Regions from separate parts of the Zea mays genome. Here region 2 is linked to region 1. The links are chromatin contacts, called in public Hi-C maps. All regions are on one chromosome and are shown on one strand. Each heading gives the region's core, a stretch centred on a gene start, on an enhancer-like site or on the middle of the called end of the contact. The rest is flanking DNA. Distances are from core to core; before and after follow the strand shown.

What was found. A called contact is a pair of places that touch in the nucleus more often than the background predicts.
Region 2: a contact with region 1 is called in a Hi-C map of leaf, with 6 times the contacts expected there. The contact joins the promoter of LOC103650457 here to the enhancer-like site in region 1. A contact is called at or near these places in 6 of 25 Hi-C or Micro-C datasets (ear, leaf and tassel).

The regions. Positions count from the first base shown.
Region 1 is chr3:115,911,272-115,918,711 of Zm-B73-REFERENCE-NAM-5.0, forward strand. No RefSeq gene overlaps it. Among protein-coding and RNA genes, the nearest start is that of LOC103650456, 17 kb to the left of the region's middle. Within about 2 kb of position 4,705, at least 12 of the 20 cell types and tissues checked have an H3K27ac peak or open chromatin away from gene starts, as enhancers often do. A contact at or near this core is called in ear, leaf and tassel, where this site is marked.
Region 2 is chr3:116,228,004-116,235,443 of Zm-B73-REFERENCE-NAM-5.0, forward strand. It overlaps LOC103650457 (protein JINGUBANG), which reads right to left and starts at 3,714. Exons shown (of 1, transcript XM_008676049.4): 1 at 1,619-3,714. The coding sequence starts at 3,380. The coding sequence ends at 1,962.

The DNA.
Region 1 (7,440 bases), core at 3,455-5,954:
GGTGCCTTCGGTTGCCTCTTTGCTCCTTTGTTGAATCCAAAACATGATCTTTTTATTGGCTGAGAGTGAATCTTTTACACCTGTATAATCTATATACTTGGGCAAACTAGTTAGTCCAATTTATTTGTGTTGGGCAACTCAACCACCAAAATTAATTAGGGACTAGGTGTAAGCCTAATCCCCTTTCACATTTGATTATGCTTATTATTCGATTAAAAATAAGAGAAGCAGAATCAAGCTCAAGAAACATACTTCAAGTTCTCCTTGCGGGACGATAGCACAAGCTCTCTAATGGACAACCAGCCCAGAGGATTGAAGACCCTGGCAGGGAGAGGCAGATGGTAGGGGGAAATGATAGATTGAACTGTAGTTCATGGATTTGGTCGAAGTCGAAGGAAGAGGTTGGAGCCGTGCCGGAGGCTCTGCTTCTCGAGGACACCGTCCACCGGGATGATGTTCTCACCCTCATATCCAGTGGGGAATAGATGCTGCCAGCGCCGATTGGTGATGGAGGGGTCGGGGTTAGCCCGCGATCTATCCTCGAGTAACAGAGGTGACTGTCTTCTTCATGGAGAAGGCGAGGTCCAGCGGGGAGGACACACAACACGCGGAGAGAATGAGCCGGCTCATGTGACCATCGATGTCGGCCGTCTCCCACGAGTCTGGCACGACAGATGCGGTGTCCTCGACTGTGGGCTCCATGGATTTATGTGTGTTTTCTATCTTGAGCTAGAGGGCGGAGAGACTGGAGCTAGGGACGAAGGCGGCCATGGAGCCGAGGCATCGGGATCTACAGGAGGAAGCACAAGAAGGGTTTGTTTGAATAGGGTGCGGGGTACGGTTAAGCGAGAGGTGGGGGCAGCTGGGCGATGTGGAGAAGACTTTGAGGAGGAGAGAAATAGGCGCGTGGCCGATGCGCTCGCCGCCGACATGCCGTCGACAATCGCGTCCCTGGTGCGTGTGCTGCAGAGCGCGACCTCGCGGGAGGCGCGTGTCGGCGCGTTGATGCTGGCGGAGTCGCTGCTACGCAATGCGGTGCCGGGCGCGTGGGCGATGGTGGAGGATTCTGAGGAGCTGGTCCCCCTCAAGGGCCCCGTGATGAGAAGAAAAGTCGGCCTGGACAGGCTTGACGTGGCAGCGGGATGTAGTGCCTTGCCGCCGTCGCGGCGCGCCCGCGCCGAGATGGTCCAGTTGGGGGCGTGGGGGAGAACATAGAATAGGGGTGCGGGGCCATGGGATCGACGCAAGAGGGGAAGGGGGGAGCGAGGGCATGATTGTGGTCTACACTATTGACTTAATAGATAGTAGAGACTAGTCGGTTGCCCGTGCGTTGCGACGACTTACAACAATACCCACGTAAACTATCCATAAAAAATTCAAGATTTTATATTGATTGTCTCCGCTCTCTGTATAATATTTTTTTTGATTTGGCTAACTGATGTTATTGTTTACTCCATGCAATATGTCTTGGTACAACACGGCCAATGAAGTGAGCGATTAGAAAAGAGTTCACAACGACTAACTGAATGAACGGAGATTATAAAATGACATAATTCCATCATACATAGACCAAATAAGACAAAGTTTGTGAGCTCAAGTTTCTAAAATAAGTCCCATCAAGTTAAACTTATAAAAAAGATAGATCAAAATATGGAGTGATTGCTAAAGTCAGACATCAATTAAAACTAGATGCGCTCCATATAAAGTATGCTACTTCGTAGCAATTACTAACGTTTAAAACCAATAAATAACATTTCATCTTGTTGTTAGTGTGACAAATCATTGTTGCTCCATCCAATTCAGCAACCTCAAACATCATGTAGTCCATTGCGCCAATGTGGTCTCAGAAACGACCTAATGTTTGCAAGAGCCAAGAACGTTGTGTCGTGCTTGGGCTGTAGCCTCGGCCCGTAGTGCTGGCCCGGCCCGGCCCGACACGATTATTTTTTTATTTTACAAAAAAATGTATATACCTATATACAATTTATATTTAATATTAAAAACATCTTAGCATGATGTTTTACTGGTTAGACAGCTTCACCCAGTGTCTCCCGTCCTTCCTTCTTCCATCAGGACATGAGTTCGAACCCCACCTTCTGCATCGTTTTTAACATTTTACGCTGATTTAATTAAATGGGTCGACGGGCTAACGGGCCGGCCCGACATAGTTAGCAGGCCGGCATGACGTGCCTGGGCCATAGTTGTGGCCCGCGTGCGTCTAGCCCGTGCCGGACACCGTTTGGCCATCTATAGACATGCAACAGATTAATTTGAAATAGCTGTGAGGGGTTATTTGTAAAAAGATAACGCATGACGACCGTTGAAACTGGTGCTTTAAGTATGGTATAGATTATCCATTTTAATACCTATATTCATTCCATTTTATGAAACAAAATAATTAATGTTACTAAATTAACGTTACGTAAACCATGATTAATACAAAGATATGAGATTTGTCATTTCCGATATGAGCAGTACAACATGTAGTCGTGCACACCAACCACCATACAAACCATTTATATCGGTGTTTGGACCACAGGAACTAACCAACTACTGATATAATGTCGTGTGTCTTTGACCCGAATGGTGATACAAGTTGACACAAGTCTTTTATCCTGGTTCGAACGAGAAGGACCCAACTTCCTGCAGACGGGATGAGACTTATATTTGTGACAGCCCTCCCAAGTTATCAGGCCCACATGCACCAATCCTTGCCTTACTGGCCTCAGATGGCTGTGCACGTGTACCGGGTAACTTAACAAGGCTATCGAGTTCGCCAACTGGAACTCATCATCCCAAGGATCTCCCACATAACAGGTATATTACAGTAATCACATTTGATACACACACATTGGAGATAGAGCGGAAGACTTTTACAAAGTACACTTTACATTCCAGAACTCAAGTTTTACATGGTAGAAATAGATGTATTTATTACAAGTCCTGATAGTACTCGAAGTGCATAACTTATTACAATAATTGGAAGGGTGAAGCCTTTCCATAAGAGATATATAAAAACATTCTAAGCTTCAAGTCCTCCACATGAAGTAACTAACCCAAAGATAAGGGAATAAAACTTCTCCTACAAAAACAATAAGGGATAAAACCCTGAGTAGGCAATTACTCAGCAAGATTTACCCGACTAAAGAAAAGACTCTCAAGGATATGCTGGCTTAAAGGGATTCAAGGTAAAGCTCATCAAGTTTCAAAGACTCTTTTTGCAGAAAAGCTTACTAGAAGTGGGTCCTTAAGCCAAGTTTTATTTCACAAGTTAGTTTATTACCTGAATCTTCTAGCCTGAATCTAGCATTTTCCTAGTCTAGATCATTTACTTGACCTACACTAGGTTGCTTTTAAAATCCAAATTTTGTTTCGCTTGTTATCTGCGATGAAGGTTGATGATCCAGTCTTCATATCCGAGAAGTTCGGCGATCCGAATCGATTAATACTCAGCTGGGGATCTCCAACCACACGACATATGCTTCCCTTAACTCTTTTGCACATGTCTACCATTCCCACGGATCCTCCACCACATGATAGGTCTGTGCCACCCGAGAGCACACCACCCCTTTTAGGCGGTCCTTTGCCAGGAGGGTATGTGCCACTCTCGCCGTCTCTCCACTCCTAGTGCGCGATTGTCTTTTCATGTATGGAATAGCCGGGTTCAGGCTTACCCATGACGAGGTATGTGGCCAGATAAAAGGTCCTAGATCAGCAGGACAACAATCGGTACGGTCCTTAATCGACACAGACGGGCGACTTTTCCTGCTCAGCGTCTGGTCCCATCTTAAACTATTTCAAAATTTTGGCGCCTGGCAGAGGGACCATGCCTGGATAATGAATTTATCAACGTCTTGATGCCTTCATTATCCCAAGCCCATTTTCTTTTTTGTAAAAACATGAGTCATAGATCAAAATATTTTTCTTAGTCTATCAGCATGACTAAGCATCCCTAGCTTTTATAAAACAGGTGACAATGTATGGTAATCAATCTTTCAAGGATAGTAATGCATCAAGTGTTTAATCAATCAACTCCTATCACCTAATGCAACATATAAGTGATAAAATTTTGAAAACACAAGGGAGGTGGCAAATGCACCGGGGCTTGCCTTATTGCAGGAGGAGATCTGAGATCTTCTAACACGATAAGCAGTTAGATGGAATCCGCCACTGGATCAATAGCACTGGAGTAGGTTCCTTCTTCACAAGGACCAATTCTTGTTCTTGGTGTTCTACAAGTCAATTCGAATTACATGAATGCTCATGTAATGAGATGTTGTGCAAACTCTCACAAGGGAGATGTGGAATGCCCAATTACTCTTAAGTAAACATATAGCTATTATACCTATAGTTTTATGTTACCTAATGTTGGCTTAAAGTGGTCAAGCTAAATCTACTTCAAAGTATCCGAGAACATATACTCTAAAGCTTGCCAATATTGATGTTTGACATTTTGTGTGACCCAAGTTTGATCTAACCCTAAATTAGTATTAAAGATTAGGGTGTTTTAAATACTCATACTTAGTTATCTTCTGGTTTTCTAATTATCAGTTTACAGTTTAAAAGAAAAACCATGGAGTAGTAATGGGCTGAAATTCCCTCTGAAAGCCCATTAAGAACCAGAAAATTTGTACCCATAACTGAGTACAGCAGTCGCCATCTCCACTATGCTATAAGCACCCTAGACTCAGAAATAATTACGCAGGAACTCTAACTACTATTTCATGTATCATGGGTATTTGCACCGAGGTCCTTCCCCTTTGGTTTATTCACAACTTCGGTCCAAGATTGCACGCAGACGATGAACTCAGGTCCAACCCCGAAACGCACGCAAAAACCGGTGGTCGATGAACCTCACTAGTCACTAGCGAAGGTAGGCTTCGCGTATCAAGTCTATAATGGACCAGTCAGACCTAGTTCCGAGATCATATTGATATCTCACGCCTAATTTACCCTACCTGAGGCTGCCAGAGCTTTATGATTACCAACGGAATACAGAACAGGTGATTATAAATATTAATAACATCACGCTCGACCGATTATGATAATAGGAGGTATCGGCGGCATGCTCACCAATTTCGCAGGGCACGATCTTTATTTAGGCGGTCTCAGGCCGAGCGGCTCGCAGGTGATCACTAACTGGGTTGTAAACGAAACAGCCTGAAGCGTCTGTTTTTATCGGGCGCTCCAGCTATACGGCTGGACTTCAGAGAATGGTGCACGCGGCTCACCCTTTCCTATCCACGTACAGCTAGCTACAGTGAGGGGAAGTCTGTAGAGTACGTTGAGGTTTTGACAGAGGCGCGCGGTTGTAGCTGAGTCACTGGTTTGGGGAGATTTTCTTTTCTGCTTTTGACGCCACGGTTATCAGAGTGTGCACCGCTCACCCTGATACCTTTCTCAAATATTAATACATATTCACATGCTCATTTCGCATAGAAACCCAGTACCACAGCGACCGAGATCTTTAATAGGGTTTCATCTAAAAATGGCACCCTCTGAAATTACCAAAATATCTGCCAGGGATGGATATGTTTTTAGAGTTTTGCACAGACCTGATCTGCCTCAGTCGACTGCAGACTCAATTTTTATCTTTACTTTTCTCTAATTTCTCCATAAGAACAGAGCTACCTCCCCACATCAAACTTGCTTACTGAACATTGGTCTTTCACTTTGCTGTACACTTCTAGGGTTAATACTTCATAGGTCACGAGTTATGGTGCCCCAAAGTAGAGCAAGCAGACTAAAACACCCTGTTTCAGCTAACTGGAACAGCTCACCCTCAACCTGACACAGAAAATTGCAACACCTTTTTCTCCACATTTTACTCAGTAGCAAGCCCAACTTTTCACATGAAACTGTCTCACCTTCAGATGATCTTCCCTCTTTCTATAGAACTTTTAGCCCAAAACCTCATGAATTTGTCACAAAACTGCTCTAAACTGGGCATCATGCACTGCAAATTCAGTTTTCAGTGACTGAACATAATTCAATTACAGCCAACCTGACAGCTGATCTTGGAACCAATTTTCTCCAGGTTTTGTATAGGATCAAGTCTCTCACCCTTAAAGACATTTGTTCATTTATAGATAACCTTCATTTTTGTTATAAAGATCTCAGTTCAAAATTGCCTAGAAAAGGCACCACACAGCCCCAAAGTAGAGCCAAATGCTGAAACTCAAATCTGTTCACTATTCCTAATCTGAAAACTTCAAGAACTTGACAGCCCATCTTTAGGCACCCTTTTCTGTGATTTTTGTATAGAACCAAGCCAGCCTCTCTTAAGCAAACTTGCACACAAATATATGTTCTTCAACTTTGCTATAAAAGGTATGGCTTAATACTCCAAGGATCAAGCACTAGAGAGCTCCAAAGTCTGAATTCAGATTTAGCACATTGAATCTTTGAACTACTGTTACTGTCAGTTCCAACTGGTTTTAGTGGCATTACCCTTAATCAAACTTGCACACCAAGGTATGGGCTTCCACTTTGGTACAGCACTCATGGCCCAGAACTACATGAATCAGCCCTTAAGAAGTATCCCAAATCTGCTTCAGACTGAAAAATCAGCAGGACTGAATTTTTATCTTCTGTTTTTTCCAAACTGAACACTGCATTCTTTAGGCTCCTTTTTCTACCAGTTCCATATAGAGTTAGAGCTTCAATACTTAATAAAAGTTGTTCTCCTATAGTCACTCTACAAGTTTACTATAGCAACCTTTTGCCAAAAGCCCCCAGATTAAAACATACAGGGGTCCAGAAATAGGTAAAGCAAACTGTTTTTGGCTGAACCAAAACTGTATCAATTTGGAAATCTGCAAATTACTCCAAATTTCTCGACACAACATGTAAATATACAAATATTAAAGTCATTCAACTTTCCAAAATATACAACTTTGATATATGGATCGCTAGCAAATTCTCTCTAGATTTAAAACTCCACTTTTGGGCTAGTTGAGGGTTTCATTTGAGTTTGCCTTTCTCCATACAAATATATTCCAGTCTGATCCCTCACTTAAAGCAAGGTTGCACTTTACCTCAAAGTCCAATTTTGATACTTGGATTTCATGGCCAAGGCATTTTTAGCTTAGAAGTAGTTTGCTCTCACTCAATCACTCACTAACTCTTCAAACTCTTTAGCTCATATCAACGCAACGTACTATCTTTGTTTCGAAATTTTTAGACCTAGTAGATGCACTCTAGGTGTATCTGAAAGGGAATTAGGCTTAGACCTAGTTCCTAATTGATTTTGGTGGTTAAATTGCCCAACACAAATAATTGGACTAACTAGTTTGCTCTAGTATATAAGTTATGCAGATGCCAAAGGTTCACACTTAACCAATAAAAAGACCAAGAATTGGGTTCAACAAAGAGAGCAAGGGATAACCGAAGTGTGCCCTGGTCTGGCGCACCGGACTGTCCGGTGTGCCACCGGACAGT
Region 2 (7,440 bases), core at 2,464-4,963, 320 kb after region 1:
TCGCTCGCCGTGGATTTCGTGGTTACTGAAACTGACATGCATGCGTGCGTGCGCGATGTGATGTACCTTGACGATGTCTATTGGTATATGTCGTGAGGTGGTAATTGTCAGCAACAACGGCGTTGCGTGGTCTATATGTTCTTGAATTATTGACACGTGCCTAGATAGTTACCGACTGCAAATCGTCGTCTCTCTCTCTCTGTAAAATATTTAATTTCTGCTTTTCGATAAAGACACATGTCTTGCTCTTATCCATCTAACCACATGGCACCATGTTATATCTCATATGTAACGAGCTCAAACGTTCTATTTGAGCATGCCAACAACAACAATTAATTTCTCCACCAAGGCACATGCTGCTCACACTAGTACACGTGAGGACTAATTACATGTATATCTCAACATAAACACACATTAGTCCACTTATGTTGTTACTCGATTACCAAAACAAAACAAGGACCTTCAGAAATGTTCTAGCTCAAATACATGCTTACTTGCTAAGTGAATTCGGTTGTGAAAGACTGGTCCAAATGTAGTGCATTGGCATATTTCTGTAGCGTGGGATTAGGTGTTTGTGCCGTAATCCAATGGTGCTTATTACTTCTGGAGGTTGCCAACTCTTAAGGCTTGTTTGGTTCTACCCCAATCCATATGGATTGAGAGGAATTAAGAGGGTTTTAATCTCTAGTGAGTCAAAATCACTCCCGATCCGTATCAATTCCCTCCAATCCATATGGATTGAAAATAACCGAACAAGCCCTTAGACAGTTTAATGGCCTTTGGTCTCCGTTGTGAAGACCACATGAAGTAGGATTTGTGAGGGGGTGTGTTTGTGCTCACCTTGTGCAGGAGATCACCAAGAGCAACTCTAGTACATAGATGTGAAGAATGCTAAAATGATCTGACGTAGATCAAAGTGCTAGAGCTTTCGTACGAGCACTTCATTTACTGTAGATAGTGAGCTTGTGTGGTCACCGACAGCAAGAGGAATGATGACAAACTGAGACTTAGACTTGCCTCAACAAGCAGTTAGTGGATGGTAAACCACGAAACCTCGGAGTAAAAATCGTTGTGTCATCACCTTCGTATTGGTTTACAATTCTCTAACAGAAGCTTATATTTAGTTTGTTCATATTCATTCTTGTGTTGTTGCTCTCGTAGCTAGTTTGCTTTTGTAGTTAACACTTAACTAGTCGTTTGGTTAGAGCCAGTGTTGTCTTTCTCGATCGGTAAATACTGAAAACCGGTAATTTTTACCGTCTTTTCGGTCCGAACCGAAATGCAAAAAATCGGTACGGTTTTTAGTGTATTTTGGTCTAAGATTTGAAAATCTAGAAGTTAAATTTTGGTCAACAAAACGGTTTTCGAAATTTACAAAACGAAAATGCGTTACCTAGTTAGAGTTCCTAGTTTAGCAGTCTGGGTTGATTTGTTTAGCCGAGCAGTTGACGCAGAGTGCATACGGAATTCCCTGCCCATTTCCGGACCAGGAAAGTCTGTCCTCCAAAAAGAAAGACCCGTCTCGTCTGACCAGATGTGGAAAGCGGTTCAGTTCGGCATCTCTCTTGGATTATCGGCAGAAGAAGCTGGTGTGACCTACTCGGAACTCGGTTCGGTGTGGATGCAGAGCAGCCGTCGGATGACCTTCTTTCCTTTGTCCGCAAGCAAAATCAATCTGTACATCTTTTTTTTTCTTGCAAACCAGCAAACGCAAGCCCCAAAAAGTCCGAAAAAACACAAAAGAAAACGCTCCCAGTTTCTTCCCCATCTTTCTTTCGCGCCAGCAGGTGCAGCCGTGCAGGTGATTGCTCACCGGTCACCGGCAGCCGGCCACGTCAGCGTGCCGGCTACTAATAGGCAATAGCTAGAGATGCAACGCACCATTGCCACCGATTCAAAAACAGCGCCATACGGATGTAGAAGAATACGACGTACACCGTCGTGTACCGCCAGAGCTATAGCTATTCTTCTATTCTCGGTTGCACACGGTGCGCGCGGGGCGGCGGCGAAGGCGAGAAGCCCTTCCAGTGGAGTGCGGGGGTCGACATCGTCAGGTCGGGCGCGAAGCCGCCGCCGCCGTCCGACTCGGAGACGCGCCACACCTTGACGGACCCATCGAGGCTGCCGCTGTACACGACCCACCGGCGTGGGGCGGCGCCCTCATCATCCTCCTCCTCCTCCTCCTCCTCCTCCTCCTCCTTCTGGTCCATGGCGACGCACTTGACGGGCCCCGTGTGCCCCGTCAGCACGGCGAGGAGCGCGTGGCTGGCGCCCTCACCGCGCCGCCACACGGAGATGGTCCGGTCGGCGGACCCGCTGACGACGACGCGACCGGCCACCGCGAGGCACAGCACGGCCATCTTGTGGCCCCGCAGCGCGGCGCCGCTCCTGGGCGCGGCGCCGCTCCTGGGCGCGGCGCCCCGCGGCCACTGCCAGTGCGCGACGGCGCCGTCCGAGGAGCCGGCGTACGCCACGCGGGCCTGCGCGCACACCGCGATGGCGGTGACGGCGCCGTCGCCCTCCCGCAGCACGCGCTCCATGACGTGCCGCGTGGCCCGGCCCTTGCCCTCGGCCGCGCGCCGCCGCCACGCCTTGACCGTGCCGTCGGCGGAGCCCGTGAGCACGAGCGCGTCGAAGCCCGCGGCGGCGACGGCGTTGACGGCGTCGCCGTGGGCGCGCACCACGGACTCGAGGCACCGGAAGTCGGACACGCGCCACACCTTGAAGGTGCGGTCCCAGGAGGCCGAGTAGATGAGCCCCGCCGCGGCGTCCAGGCTGAGCGCCGACACGGCGTCGGAGTGCCGCAGCATGGGCTGCGACGGGCGGAGGAGGGAGCTGCGGAGCACGTCGCGGAGCCGGGGCAGCGTCCCCACGCGGCGGAGCGCGGAGGGGTCCTCGACGACCTCGTCCGCCGATTGCGGCGCGCGCCACACGCGCACCTTCCCGTCCTGGTGCCCCGTGTAGACGCGGCCGTCCCCGCCCACCACGATGGCCTTCACCAGGCCGCTGCCCGAGCGGAAGCCGCCCAGCTCGCGGCGGTCCCGCTCCCGCCACACCCGCACGGTCCGCGAGTCCGTGCCCGTGTACAGCAGGTCCCCCGCCGCCGCCAGCGAGTAGACGTGGCCCCCGTCCTCCTTGACGAGCGAGCCGAGGAGCTCGGTCGCCTCCGCCGCGGGACCGGGGCCGAGCCCCGGGAGATGCGTCCACGGGGACGAGGCGTACGGCGACGCCGCCGCGCTCGCGCTCGTGGTCGGAGTCACCGGCGTGGAACCCGACGTGCCGTCGTCCTCGTCGTCCGACGTCGTGGACGACCTCGCCGGCGCTGCTGCCACCGCCGGGTCTGGCCGCAGGAACTGGAGAAGCTTCTTGTGATTCCCCATGGCGGTTTAGCAGCTAGCTAATCGTCCGATCGAATCGCAGAGGTAACTGTGGCGATCGGAGGAGACGACGGGCAAGGAAGAGGAGAAGCGAATGGTGCAGGAGACGACGCGAAGCGAACGCGATGGAGCAGCCGTTGTGTGGTGTCGTGTTATCACGGTTCTTATGATGAATGAATGATGGAGGCGCCGTTGAAGCGTGCGTGGAGGGTATATATAGACCGAGCTAGGACTAGCGGTCGCGGACAGGACTCGCGGTGCAAGTGTGGCAGCGGACCAGTCCGCCTGCGCCCTGGCGTGACAGGGAAGTATTATTCTATATTATAATTTTTATGTGATTGGTCATGTGGGGAACGGCAAACATGTGACTCCTGGCGGGCGGCGGGCGCAAACGCTGGCATCACACCTCACACGGCAGTACCCAGCATACGTATCGTAACACGTCTCTCGGTTGCGCATTTATATTTATAAAAAAATTGCACGAGTTCGGTGCATGCCTACCCGTACGTACATACACTACGTTTCCATGTGCCGTGGACCCACCCTAGAGTCGCGGGACATGCGTGGCCGGCACCGGTGCGGCGGCGGAACGTACGGAAGCAGTCAGTCGGTCGGCCGGCCGACGGGCGCCATCGACGTACTTACTACCTACGCCGCTCGATTCGGGTGGCATGGCATGGCTAGCGCGACGAAACGAGCACGACCTGCGGTCAAACAAGTGCCCTGCAGCCCCGGTCGTCTCCTCACATCGCAGGTTTCCATCGAGTGCCTCTCTCTCTCTCTCTCTCGGCTCCGAGCTAGCGGGGCGGCGGCCAGTGGGGCTGATCGATCGGTACCTTTACGGCGCATTGCGGGACAGATCGAGACCCCGCGGCCGGGACCTGTGCTAGCTTCCTTTCGTTTCCTTATCGTCTATGCACATGACGACACGTCCGCGCGCGCGCGCTCAGCCTCGCGCGCCACGCGACTGCACCATGCACGTGCACCACCAAACCGCCAGAGACTACCTGACCGATCCATGGGGCGCGTGTCGTCTTCGTCCCTCTCGACGGCGCCGCGCGACCACACGGACGGGCAGACAGCCAGACACCGGACGTGGGCGTGCATGGCTGCGATAGCTGCGCGCGCGATCCGTCACCACCCGCGCCGCGCTGTCGATCGCGGCCGTTCAGGCAGCACTGGAGACGGACAAGGGCCGTGTCCCGATACGTCGCGCGCGAGGTGTTACGTTTGGTGACCGGCCGGTCTAGTGTTAATAGCCTATTTTTTACCGTACGGCAATTTTCCAGTAAAAGTTAAATTATAGTGTATCAATTGTTGACGCTATAGAAGGTATAACGTTCGCGCAGGACCCGTACGCAGGAATCCAGAAATCGAAAGCCATATGCACTGCTTTGAAAAAAAAGATGGTTTGTGGGATTCCAGCGGCCAGCAGTGATCAGGAAAAAGGGGTTAGTTTTCACCTTATTAACGTCGTCGATCGCTGCTCTACTTGCTGCTATATCCCTACTACTCTATAAAAACGATGTATAGGCGTTCACACTATGCATCATATCTGTCCCCGCCTTCCGCTCGTGTTCGCCACCAGTCCACCACGTCCACCGAGGTGGCCCCCACCTCCAACCCCCCTCCCCGCCGACTCCCTCCCTCATAGAGTCACGGCACGGGACCCCACCGTTGTCGCACGCGCAGCCCAGGACTCCTCCGTTGTCGAAGAGAAGCCATCCATCAGATTCTCCATCAACGGTGAACTTACCCTCCCTCTCTGCGAATCCTCTAGCGATCTGGGCCCTCGTTCCTTCTCCTGACGGGTCTCATATTCTCATCTCCTGTAGTGCTTGAGCTCATGAGGGAGGCGCAAATGAATCATGTCGTCGACGCACCTCGTCTATGTGGCCGCTGTGGGGGACGGATATCCCCCGGATCCACCAGAAGGATAAGATACCTCACGAAAGGCTCGTGGGCCCAATAATTCGCAAGGTCATCCCTTCGTGGGCCTGGGGAAGAACGTCTAGTGAAGCGGATTGACACAAGACCGGATCGACGCAAACCCAGACGGCCCGATGAATTTGAGCAATGATAGCAACAGTGACCCGACTTTCCCGCGCAGGGGCCTCATACATCGGAACAGAGCGGGGATAGGTCGGCTGAATTATAGGAAGATAGACTCAGTCGGTTCACTATTACTTAGGCACACGTTGTTATCATATCCACATGTAACACCCCACGGTCGAATATATAAGGTCTAGGGGGCACCCCCTCAAAAGCATCTCACTACTTAGCCATCCAAGTGATTCTCTACGTCCTCAACACTAGAGAGCCTCCTTGTAATCCACCACATAAAGTGCTCACGCCAGGACGTAGGGTGTTACGCATCTCAAGGCGGCCCGAACCTGTACAAAATTGTCCACCGTCTCTCGTGCATTAGCACGAACCATCGAGCTACAGTTGGTAACACCGTCCTACTCCAAAAAGCACCTCGAGGGGCAACCCCGGGTGCGCGGTCGGACCCAAAACACCGACAGCTGGCGCGCCAGGTAGGGGGTGTGTCACTGATCCAAGCTAGCTCAATGGTCGTCACTTTCCAGCACAAGATTGTCCTCCGCCCCGGGTCCGTGTTCTGCTTCGGAACCATTTCGTCCGTAGCAGATGAAGAAGGAACTCTGCATCGCATCGCGGATCCACCGGAGAGAAAGTCTTCCTCAAAAATCTCTGGGAAAATCGGAGCGAAGTAGGAAAAAGCGCAACCTCCAGCGCTCCAAGCAAGGACCACCTTCAGCAAGCTAGGAGTCGAGGGTCCATCTACCCGGAGAACTCCGCTGTCCACCTCTCCGACGGAAAAATGGACACGGATCACAAGGAAAAAGGAAGCGAATAAGGTAAAGGATTGTCAAACTGCTCTTTCAGTGCCTCCGTCCTCAAAGGAGAACAGAAAGAGGCTCGTCACAACAACGGTTCCATTCTACCCCGACATCCTCTTCATCGGGGGAAGAATAGAATCGAATCCTGTCTCCGACGATGAACCGACCGCACCAGGAGAAGAACCTCTTTAGCGGGAATCTCGCCGACGGAGGAACCGACGCTGAAATATTCAGCGACATCACGAAGCCGGAGAGCGAGACCCGGCGCAGCCCGTATCACGAGACGAGGTCTCAGAGGTGGGAGAAACTCCAGAAGAACGGGTCTCTAGGGAAAGGAGGAACTCTCGACGAAGTGACCGTCAGTAGGCTCAAGAGCAGGCTGAGCAGGAAGCGAGGCAACGCCGAGAGAATCCACTTTTCGGACGCAACCTGAACCCCGACTTCGCTCGAGCCATGAACACACCGAGCGATGTTGGTGGAGTATTGGCTCGGATAGCCGATGGCCTCCCCCGGACTCCAGACGCCGAGGGATATCGGCGGTTGTTCACTCGGGCAGCCAACCACCTTCTACTCGCTCATCCGCCAAACGATCTACGCCACACCATCAACAGTCGGCGGGACGCACGGAGCTCCATCAACGCCTCACACGAACGACGACACGAGAACGAGATCCGTCGCCGAGAAGAATATGACCGGAATCACGGCATCCCTGCGCGGAGTCAGGCCACCAGAATTGAGTTGGCGACGGCTTCGACTGGTGGCATAGCCCAGGGACGGTCGAGGCACCACGACAACCACTCCCCTCCCCGGGACAGACATCATCATCGACGACAGGAGGACACGTGTGGAGTATCGGCGCTTACTCCACGCCTCAGAGCCATTCAGTGGCCCCCTAACTTCAAGGTCTCCAACATCGACAAATATGAGCCTAAGCAGGACCCGGGAGGTTGGTTGGCTGTCTACACCACCGCTGCCTGGGCCGCTGGGGCAACCGAGGATGTGATGACCGCGTATTTGCCTATCGTCCTTGGGCAAGATGCGCTGCAATGGCTGCGACAACTACCTCGACACTGCATCGACGACTGGAGCGACTTCAGTCGGTGCTTCACCACCAACTTCCAATCCCTCTCCGACAAACCGGCGCAACCGTGGGACCTCAAATCCATCAAGCGCCGGGGGGACGAGACTATCCGGTCGTACCT